Regions from separate parts of the Mus musculus genome. Here region 1 is linked to region 2. Evidence: chromatin contacts called from public HiChIP or PLAC-seq data. All regions are on one chromosome and are shown on one strand. The core of a region is the stretch at or near the end of the contact, and the rest is flanking DNA. Distances in the headings are between cores, read along the strand shown.

Region 1 (5,032 bases), core at 1,338-3,837, 35 kb after region 2:
CAGCACAACCTTACTATTTAGCTCTGGCTGGTTTGGAACTCAGAGAGATCCATCGGCCTCTATCTCTTAAGTTAAACATGTGCACAGCCTACCTTTCTTTATATAGCCCAGTTATTTTTTATATTAATTTTGATAAGGAGATTTATACAGAAAACATTTAAATGTCTATTTGAAATCACTTATATTCTGCTGATCTATTCTATTATTGAATATACTTTTTAGCATATATTCACATTATAAACAAACTCAGCATTCTGTAAACCATGAACCTAATAATGTCATCTCAGGGCTTTTGTGGTTATAAATGCCTGGCTTTGAATCTTAGAAACAAGTTCTTACAGCCTACAGGTGAATCATACGGAAAATCAAATTCCCTAAAAATTCATTAGATCTCAAGGCAAACTGTAGGATAAAAATCCTCTGTACATACAATGGGTATTTGATTCTGTCTGACAAACCAAAGGCACACTGAAGGGGTTGTACACTGAAGGGGCAACAGTATCAGACAGGAGCCCTTACTTTAAGAGTTTCCAATGTGATTATAATTGGTACCATTTTAGCCTTCTTGCTTTTTCTGGTCAAAATGGTATGCTGCACCGTTTTTTTTGTTGAGGGGAAAAATCAGTGGTATGATATTTTTAGCTTTTCTTCTGGTCTCCCACACCAAAATGTAATAATCTTGTAACTGAAGGAATTACTGTTCTAGTTGGGAGCTCGCAGCACAGACTTCCCTCCACAAAGTTGCAGATGAGTGCAGCAGACAGGATATCAGCTCCAAAGTAGCCATGTCCTTCCTCGTGCTTGGCATCTGTTATATATGCTCCCTAGCACTTCCGTCAAGAATCCAGGATTCAGATTGATAAACAATTGCCTTTAAAGTGGGACATATTTTTTTCTGGATCACCAATCATCAGGTAAACCAATGCAATTTCCCAATCCCTTAGAAGTGGCACAGGGAGGCAGACCAGTAGGTAAGATTGGTCTGATAGGAGACTTAGTTCAACATTGCTGGCTTTGAAGATAAAGGTGGCTGTGAGTGTAGGAACCTGGGCAGCCTTCAAAGCTGGGAAAGGCAAGGAAATGAATTCTCTCACTCAGCCTGCGGAGAGGAATGCAGTCTTGGCAACAGCTGGTTTTCCCTCAACAATAGCCATTTTGGACTTTTGACCCTCAACAGTAAGATGAACATGTGACCATTTACAACATTTATTCTGAGTTAAATTCTCGCAGCACAAGTAGGCAACTAGCAAAGGGAGTTTGGCATATTAACTTTTTGTTTTGTTTGTTTTTTAACAATGGCAAGTGAGCTTCTCAAACCAAATTTGGAATACTCCTCTCTTATAAGAATGACTGGACAGCATACTTGTTCCAAAAAATTACTGATGGGGATTTGAGGCTAATATTTTCCTTATAAAAATAACAAAATGCCTTTTCGTTTTCCTCAATTACCTTTAAAAATATTGAAGGGCTTCGAGAAAAAGAACATTCTTATTTGGCATATTATTTTTTTTTTAGGGCAGTATGTCCAAGGTTCTGGATTTGAATCACAACTCTCGGGGTTTTTTTGGGGGGGGGAATTAACCTCTTGAGGCTATTTCTTAATCTATAACATGGAAAACACACACACACACACACACACACACACACACACATGCACGCGCGCGCACACACACACACATACTCACTCACTCACCAGGCACACACTAGGCCTATGGGCAAAAGAGATAATTTATGAATAGTTCTTGCACAACACCTACTACGTAATAAAAGATCCATCACATAATGTTATGAGATGTGTTACTATGGCCATTGTTCGCTTTCTGATTTTTACAAACTTTCCTAATCTGAAAGTGGACCTTTCAAAACCCTTTCTGTGAGAACAACCCGCAGTTAGTAAGCTATCTTTTTCTTTCAATTTTGTTTTCCAAAGGCTCTGTAGTAAACTGTTGAAAACAGCATCTCCTTTAGTACCATTTAATCCTGAGTCACTTGTTTTCTCACTAAAGTAACTGAGGAGAAACAAAAGGAAAAAGGAAAGGGAGGAAGGAAGAAGGAAGGAAAGAAAGAAGAGAAAGGAACGGAACAGAAAGGAAAAGAAAAGAAAAGAGAAAAGAAGAGAAGAGAAAAACTAGCTAAGACAATGGGATTGTAATTAAACTTTTTTGGTTGTTGGTTCTATTTCCCTGAGGCGAGGTAGGGGAAAAGAACCAAGTGAAGTCTATCCGACCACGCGGCTCCTGAGCCAGGACCCTCTCCACTGTGCGCGGTGCAACGAGGGTACCCGGACAGTGCTGGTGAGCTTGCTGCGGACTGGGGAGCCGGGCACAGGGCAGCTACTGCAGGTTGCTCAGCGGCATCCGAGACTCCCGGTGCCTCAGGGACTCTGGCCAGTACCCAGACAGGGGACGCACCAGGCTCGATCGGTCCAACCTCTGGGAAGATCCCCGCCCTTCAGCGCGCTCCCGGGTCTCCCAGCCTGGACTCGGTGCGCGGCTCTCCTCCCCGAGGCTCCGGAAGGGAAGGAGGCGTGTCCGGAGCTGGCGGGCGGGCGGGAGGGAGCTGTATAAAAAGCGCTGGCGGCGCAGCAGCCGGGGCTTCATTTGCTGTCTGTCACCGGGACCGAGAGTGCCGCGGGAAAGCAACGGCCAAGGACGGGGCGCTGCGTTCGAGCTACCCAATGCTGGGACTATCTGCAGCCGCTGCTGGTGCAATATGCTGGAGCTCCAGAACAGCTAAACGGAGTCGCCACACCGCTGCCTGGGCTGGATCGCAGCGCTGCCTTTCCTTATGAAGAAGACACAAGTGAGTAGGGCACGCCCGGGAGGAGCTCGGAAGCTTTCCAAGAAAATCGCTCCGGGAGCCCCGGGGAGCCCGGCGCGCTCTGGGACCGGCAACCAGGCCATGTGGGGCTGCGCCCTCCCGGTGAGCCAGGAGGGTGTGGGAGAGACAGGCGTGGTGTGAGAGCCCGAGCCGCCGCCCCAGGGGTGAGCCCGGGAGCTGGGGAGAGCCAGGGCTGAGAGTGAGCCTGTGGCAAGTTTGCAGCCGCAGCTGCGAAGTTTGAAGCTGTCAGTGGCAAACCGCCGATGCAGGCTACGCTTCCTCCGCCTGGGTGTTGGAGTTATCACCGGGAAGGCTTGGGTTTCTTATTTAATTTTTTAATTTTTTTGGACCGGAGGTCTTTCCCCGTGGATTCGGGGAGATTATGAAACAGCTTCCCACGCGCCACCCTCGCTCGCTCTCGCAGGCAGATTTATCTGTGCAGTCCCCAGGTGGGCGCGGGACGCGGTGCGGACGCGGGCTCAGCCGCTGGAGCGAAGCCAACCCAGAGCTCCTAGGCGGCAGCGCCAGGCGGGGTGCAGAACCTGCCCGGCAGGCGGGGAAAACTTGGCAGCCTGCGGTGTCGGCCGGGTTCACAGCTCTGGGTGGGCCCTCCAGAAAGCTCTAGATGGAGTAGTAGTACTTCCACACTGCATGACAAGACAACCTCTCCCATTACAGAACAGCAAAAGTTCTTTTCTTCTTCTTCTTCTTCTTCTTCTTCTTCTTCTTCTTCTTCTTCTTCTTCTTCTTCTTCTTCTTCTTCTTCTTCTTCTTCTTCTTCTTCTTCTTCTTCTACTCCTCCTCCTCCTCCTCCTCCTCCCTCTTCTTCTTCCTACTTCTCCTTTTTTTTTTAATGTGCACCTCCTAAAGATAGTTATTGAGATAATGCCCAGGGTCTCTAAATTGCGCTTTATGCATAAAACATAGCCCGGGGGTACAATTATGTCTTTTCTTCGTTGACGGGGGAGGGTGTATGTGTGGAAAGAGCCACTGTAGTAATTCTTTCTCCTCTATAGTTCTTTCTACCCTCTACCCTCGCGGTTGCTACCTCTTCATGGTTCTTCCTTTCTGAAGTGTTCTGTCTGCAGCAGGTTGGGTAAAGCTGTTCTTTCAGGTGCCCTGCTCCCTCCATTCTATAGGTGATGTAAATTTCTGAAATGTATGGAAGGGGATGGGATGGGAGGTTTTGTGCTCATTTTCAGCATTGATGAAGGCATCAGTGTGTTGGAGGTAATTTATTAAATTACTCATAGGACGTCTTATTTTAAATAGCTATCTAGGCTGGGATACCGACCCATGAGGAAACAGCAAGAATAAAGCACCTTTTCCTGGCTTGGAAACAGATAGGGGGAGGGAGCATGGCCTGGCATCCTGGAGGTGTTCTGCTTAGAGCAGCTGCCCTGAGTCAGGCTCAGGAGAAAGGGAAGGCAGGTATCTGGCCCTGCGTGCAGGTTAGTTTTACCCCAAAGCATCACACCTCAAATCCCTGCTCTTGAAATGAGGATGTTAAGGGTTTCTGCAACAAAGAAAAGTTTCGCCGTGATTGCTTGGTGTGTACATGCCTTCTGCTTGGTGGAATAATAAACAAGGGTGGGGTACCTATTCCTTTTTTTAAAAGTAGCATCCGCTCACATGAATAATGGTGGCGGCTCTGAGTGCAGCAGCCTCTGGTACAGGAAGAGAGTCCAACCAAGTCTTCTTATTTAAACAAGAAAACAGGAGACGGACAAGGTTAATGTCCAACACGCCAAAGCAGAGAGCAGTTGAGAGTCAGTAGGATTGATGATCCCTGCGCCCTCTTTGCAAAACGAGCGCGAGCCCTGTAATCTCTTTTCCCGCTTTGATTAAATGGCTGTGTAAATAGGATTACATGGAATAATTCCATTGAAAACTAGAAAGAGGTCGATCTAGCCCGAAACACTGTGGAGGTGGCAGCAGTAGTGACTCAGTGCTGCCGACCAGAGATATTTGAGACAGTTAAGTATTTTAGAAATGTGACCTGTTTGGACCAAGTTAAAGTGCAGGCCCTTTGGGGGGGGGCATGCTGCTGATAAAGGGTTTGTAGGCAAAAAGAGGGCAGTGCTCTTATTGAATGGAGGCATTCATTGTGTGGAATCTAATGACCTTCAAGGTTTCCTTTAAGGCTACTTCTAGAAATTCACATTCTTGTCCCTGAAAAAGAAGACACTGGAAAGAGCTCAAAAAAATCAAT
Region 2 (4,468 bases), core at 1,897-4,396:
TGAGAGGCAAGGGAATGACCTGGAATAAAGTGGGAGGGGGCCTGGAAGGTTTGCAAACCAAATAACAAAACGCTGGGAGCTTTAGCAAAAAATCCCTAGGCAAAGCTGTTAGCTACAAAGCCTACAGTGTTCCAACCGACACAGCAGCATGAACAGCAGCCATCTTCTAACGTAATGGATGCCCTCTTAACCCCAAGGGATATTGTTTAATTTCATTTCAAAAACTAAAATAAAATTGGTTTTAGAACAAACTTAGATAAAGAAAGCCCAACAAAGCCATGTGACGGAACACCAGACCTACTTTGCTTCACCAATTTCTTTTCTTCTGTAGCTAAGAGCTTCAAGTTTGGCTGCTGATCCCCAGGGATTTCTGGTTGTTTCTTTCCTGAAAAAGGTGTATAGCAAAACGGAGAGTGCATGGGGCCAGCAAACTCTGGCACAGAGAAAATAGCACTGTGGGTCAAGCTATAGAACGTTAGGAAGATAGCACACCTTAGGACACAGTCTGACAATGTTTAATGGAGCAGGTGCCATGTTTTTTTTTTTTCCAGAACAGAAATGGAGCTGAAAAAAAAAAGCAGGTTCTTGATAGAACATGATAACGTTATGACATCAAATAGAAATTGTTTGAAATTAAGTAGATCCTTGACTACCAAAAGCATTCATGAGGTAGTAAGGAACCTCCTTTTGGTAATCTCAAATCCTAAAACAAGGTAGACAGCTTGGCAGGTAAATGCTCTGTATTCTGTATTTTAGAGTCAATTCTTTTCTTTCTTCTTTTTTTTTTCCTAGTATAGACTTTTTGTATTGGATATTTTTTTATTTATTTACATTTCAAATGTTGCCCTCTTTGTCAGTTTCCCCTCCAGAACCCCCTATCCTATCCCCTTTCTCCCTGCTTCTATGAGGGCTCCCTCCCCCACCTACCCTCCCCCACCTCACCATTCCCCTACACTGGGGCATTGAGCCTTCACAAGGCCAAAGGCCTCTCCTCCCATTGATGCCAGATAAGATCATCCTCTGCTACAAATGTGGCTAGAGCCATGGGTCCTTCCATGTGTATTTTTTGGCTGGTGGTTTAGTCCCTGAGAGCTCTGGGGGTTCTAGTTGGTTGATATTGTTGTTCTTTCTATGGGGTTGTGTAGCTGCCTGCTGCCACACGAAATGGGTTCCTGAGAGGGAGGCTGGAGCTGTAAGGGAGGAAACAGATTTCTGATCAAGGCCCAATGTTTACTAAGGGTCTGAGCTTATAAAGGAGGAAGGCCCATCCCCTGCCACACCAGGCTTCTTGATGCTTTGTTGCCAAGTTGTTAGCACTAGTCTGCCAATGCTTGTTAGCAATAAGTTGTCAGTTGCCAGATTGTCAGCTATCTCAGGAATATCTCAGGAATGCAGGTTCAACCTCTCAGCAGGTAGCGGCATCTTGGGGAAGAGCAGAGCAGGTGATGGGTGACAGAATAGACCTATCAAGGTCAGAAGACTCCACCCTAGGTGGTCTCATTCACAGTGACAGAATAGGTCTGAGTCAGCCTGCTCATGGCTAGGGGAGGCTACAGGGTTGCAAACCCCTTCAGCTCTTTCAGTCCTTTCTCTAACTCCTCCATTGGGGACCCTGTGCTCAGTCCATTGGTTGGCTGTGAGCATCTGCCTCAGTCCTTGTCAGGCTCTGGCAGAGCCTCTCAGGAGACAACTATATCAAGGTCCTGTCAGCAAGCACCTCTTGGCATCATTGTCTGGATTTGGAGTCTGTATATGGAATGGATCCCCAGGTAGGCAGTCTTTGGATGGCCTTTCCTTTAGTCTCTGCTCCACACTTTGTCCCTGTATTTCCTTTAGACAGGAGCAATTCTTGGTTAAAAATTTGGAGATGGGTAGGTGGACCCATCTCCCAACTGGGGGCATTTCCTAACCTCTGGATATGGTCTCTACAGCTTCTCCTTTCCCTTTGTTGGGCATTTCAGCTAATTTCATTCCCGTTGGGTCCTAGGAGTCTCTTGCTTTCCTGGCATCTAGGACTTTCTGCTGGCTATCCTCAGTTTCCTATCCCCCATTGCTACACATCTCTATTCAAATTTCTGACCCTCTGTATACCATCACTGTCTCCTCCCTTACCTGATCCTGCCCCCTTTTACTCCCCCCCCTCTCTTCCTCCCAAGTTTCTCCCACCCTCTACCTCTCGTGAGAATTTTGTTTCCCCTGTTAAGAAGGACTGAAGCATCCATACTTTCTAAGAGATGCACTGCATAATGTCTTGGGTGGGGAGGAAAGAGAAGGGAGTGGCTGCAACCTTGTGAATTCGTGACAGATTCAACCTGGCATTGAGACAAGTACGGAATACTTAGATGCTTTTTAGGGGAAAACACATTCCAAGTGAAGAATGACTTAGAAGCAAAGAATCTTATAAAGATATAGTCATCCCAACATGCTCAAAGAAACATGACTCTGTCTAGTCACCCAGCAAGCCATTATTAACTGCTTATTGCATACCCATTCTGTTGACTCCTCCCTTCTCCAACCTTACCACATCCAAAAACAAAAACAAAAAAAACAAAAAAACAAAACCCCACCACCACCACCACCACCAAAACACAACCATAATTTGTCTTGATTGAGCATGCTTCTTTGGGAACACACTGAGATTCTAGAATCTATTTCCTGCATCATGTAAGTGACTGTCATTTTGTATAACAACTTTAATTTTTTTCCCATTTTATTTTTTTATTTATCCTATTTTATTATTTTATTTTATACTGGGAAGCTAGATCAATAAAGTGAACACTACAATTCGCATAAGATGTATTTCTAAAAAGGACCCACAGAGCTGGAAAAAAGTAATCTTATCTAATCTGCTCACAATGCAATAGAGTAATAATTTCTTGTAACTGGACTTTGTAACATTAAGAATAAGTCCATACAGCAATGAAGTTTCAAACAAGAATCGTATTTCCCTGGTATCAAGGATCCATTGGTTTGCTGTCTTTAAAAACTACCTCCTTTTTCATCCACTTCCTCCTCCTTTGCTGGGTTTCTGACTTTCCGTATGCTTCTATTTATCTGGAAAACTAGCTTGGATCTTTATTGCTCCCCATATTTAAAAGGAGAAAGTGAAAGAGGAAATAGTGTTTATGGGCTGGGAACCTCTGATAGGTAGTCCACAGAAGTCCCTTTGCCTGCGTTTTACCATCTGCTCAACTGGTCAACTCTTCAGAGGAAAGTGTCAAATGGGGACAAGGGCAATGACAGAGAAAGGGCTTTTCCAGGCTTTCACACACCTAGAAGCAAGAATCTAGCTTAATGCCAGTATCTGTGCTTCTCTGTTAGTAACAAGCATTTCTTATGCATACACTAAGTACTTTGGTTTCCTCCCAAATCCTTCAATCCATCTCCACAATTGAAAGTGTGTTCCCTGACACTCTTCTTTTTCTAAGATGTCTCCACCTTTCTCTCTGCTTTTGCTGCCCTGATGCACCATCTCCAAACATTTCTCCATCCCACCACCACTTCCTCTGAACTCCTTGGCCACTTCCACTGTGAGGACCACAGATAAGGCTCCTGTTTCCCTAATCAACTACCACATTCTCCGTATTTGCTGAAGGTTCTAGTCTCTTTCTTTTCTGGTTACTAAAGTTATCTTTACAGAGCCTATCTTTGGCTATTTTCTCTTTAGCTTGCCTAGATGCTTCCAACAACCTCACTGCGAGCCTCCAGGAGCTTCTCATTGTTCACACCCAGGTGCCTTTGCTGTTCTCTTGACCTGGAGTTTTCTAGGCTTTATCTCATGCACTCAAGAGTTTTCCAAGCACATAGCCTTTCTCAGACTTGTCAACTCTACTTAACAAGAATATTCTTTCTTTCTTTCTTTCTTTCTTTCTTTCTTTCTTTCTTTCTTTCTTTCTTTCTTTCTTTCTTTCTTTCTTTCTTTCTATGTAGCCCCAGTTCTCCTAAAACTTGCTCTGTAAACCAGGCTGGCCAATAACTCAGAAATTGACCTGCTTCTGCTCCCCAGAGTGCTAGGGTGTGTGCCGCTAAGCTTAGCTATTTTTATTTGGTTTTCTTTTAGACAGGGATTCACGTAGGCCAAGCTGGCACTGAACTTGCCGGAAGGCCAAAGATGACTTTAAACTTTGATCTCAATGATGGCACCTCTCTGGTGCTAGGATTACAGGCAGGTAACACCATGCCAGGCAAACAATCAACTGGCTGAGCTATAGCTTCCAGCCGCTTAGGCAGAGTGGAACAGTTTGTGATATGTCTCTGATAGAATTCTATGCATATTTCCTTTACAGACCGGTGTTAGAATTTCTTGTCTCAATTTTTGTTTTCATTAAGACTATGCACTATTTTTACTAAGCATCATGCACAGCCTATTCGAGCTTTTCTATTTCTGAGGGACGTACTTTTGCCAATAAAATAACAGAAAAGAAAAAACTCTGCATAAAACTGGATGAAGAAACAATTGATGAGGATA

The links. HiChIP or PLAC-seq counts read pairs in DNA pulled down with a chosen protein or histone mark.
Region 1: an H3K4me3 HiChIP or PLAC-seq map of intestinal crypt epithelium shows a contact between it and region 2, with 6 read pairs. The contact joins the promoter of Kitl here to the enhancer-like site in region 2. A contact is called at or near these places in 2 of 39 promoter capture datasets (both in the 3T3-L1 cell line), 1 of 15 datasets of contacts at CTCF or cohesin (the NIH/3T3 cell line), 1 of 484 Hi-C or Micro-C datasets (embryonic fibroblasts), 3 of 115 datasets of contacts at active chromatin or transcription factors (intestinal crypt epithelium, intestinal villus epithelium and pancreatic cancer cells) and 1 of 9 other capture datasets (adipose tissue).

Annotation. Positions count from the first base shown.
Region 1 is chr10:100,013,234-100,018,265 of GRCm38.p6, forward strand. It overlaps Kitl (kit ligand), which reads left to right and starts at 2,588. Exons shown (of 10, transcript NM_013598.3): 1 at 2,588-2,802. The coding sequence starts at 2,788.
Region 2 is chr10:99,977,970-99,982,437 of GRCm38.p6, forward strand. No RefSeq gene overlaps it. Among named protein-coding and RNA genes, the nearest start is that of Kitl, 36 kb to the right of the region's middle. Within about 2 kb of position 3,147, at least 9 of the 459 cell types and tissues checked have an H3K27ac peak or open chromatin away from gene starts, as enhancers often do. A contact at or near this core is called in intestinal crypt epithelium and intestinal villus epithelium, where this site is marked.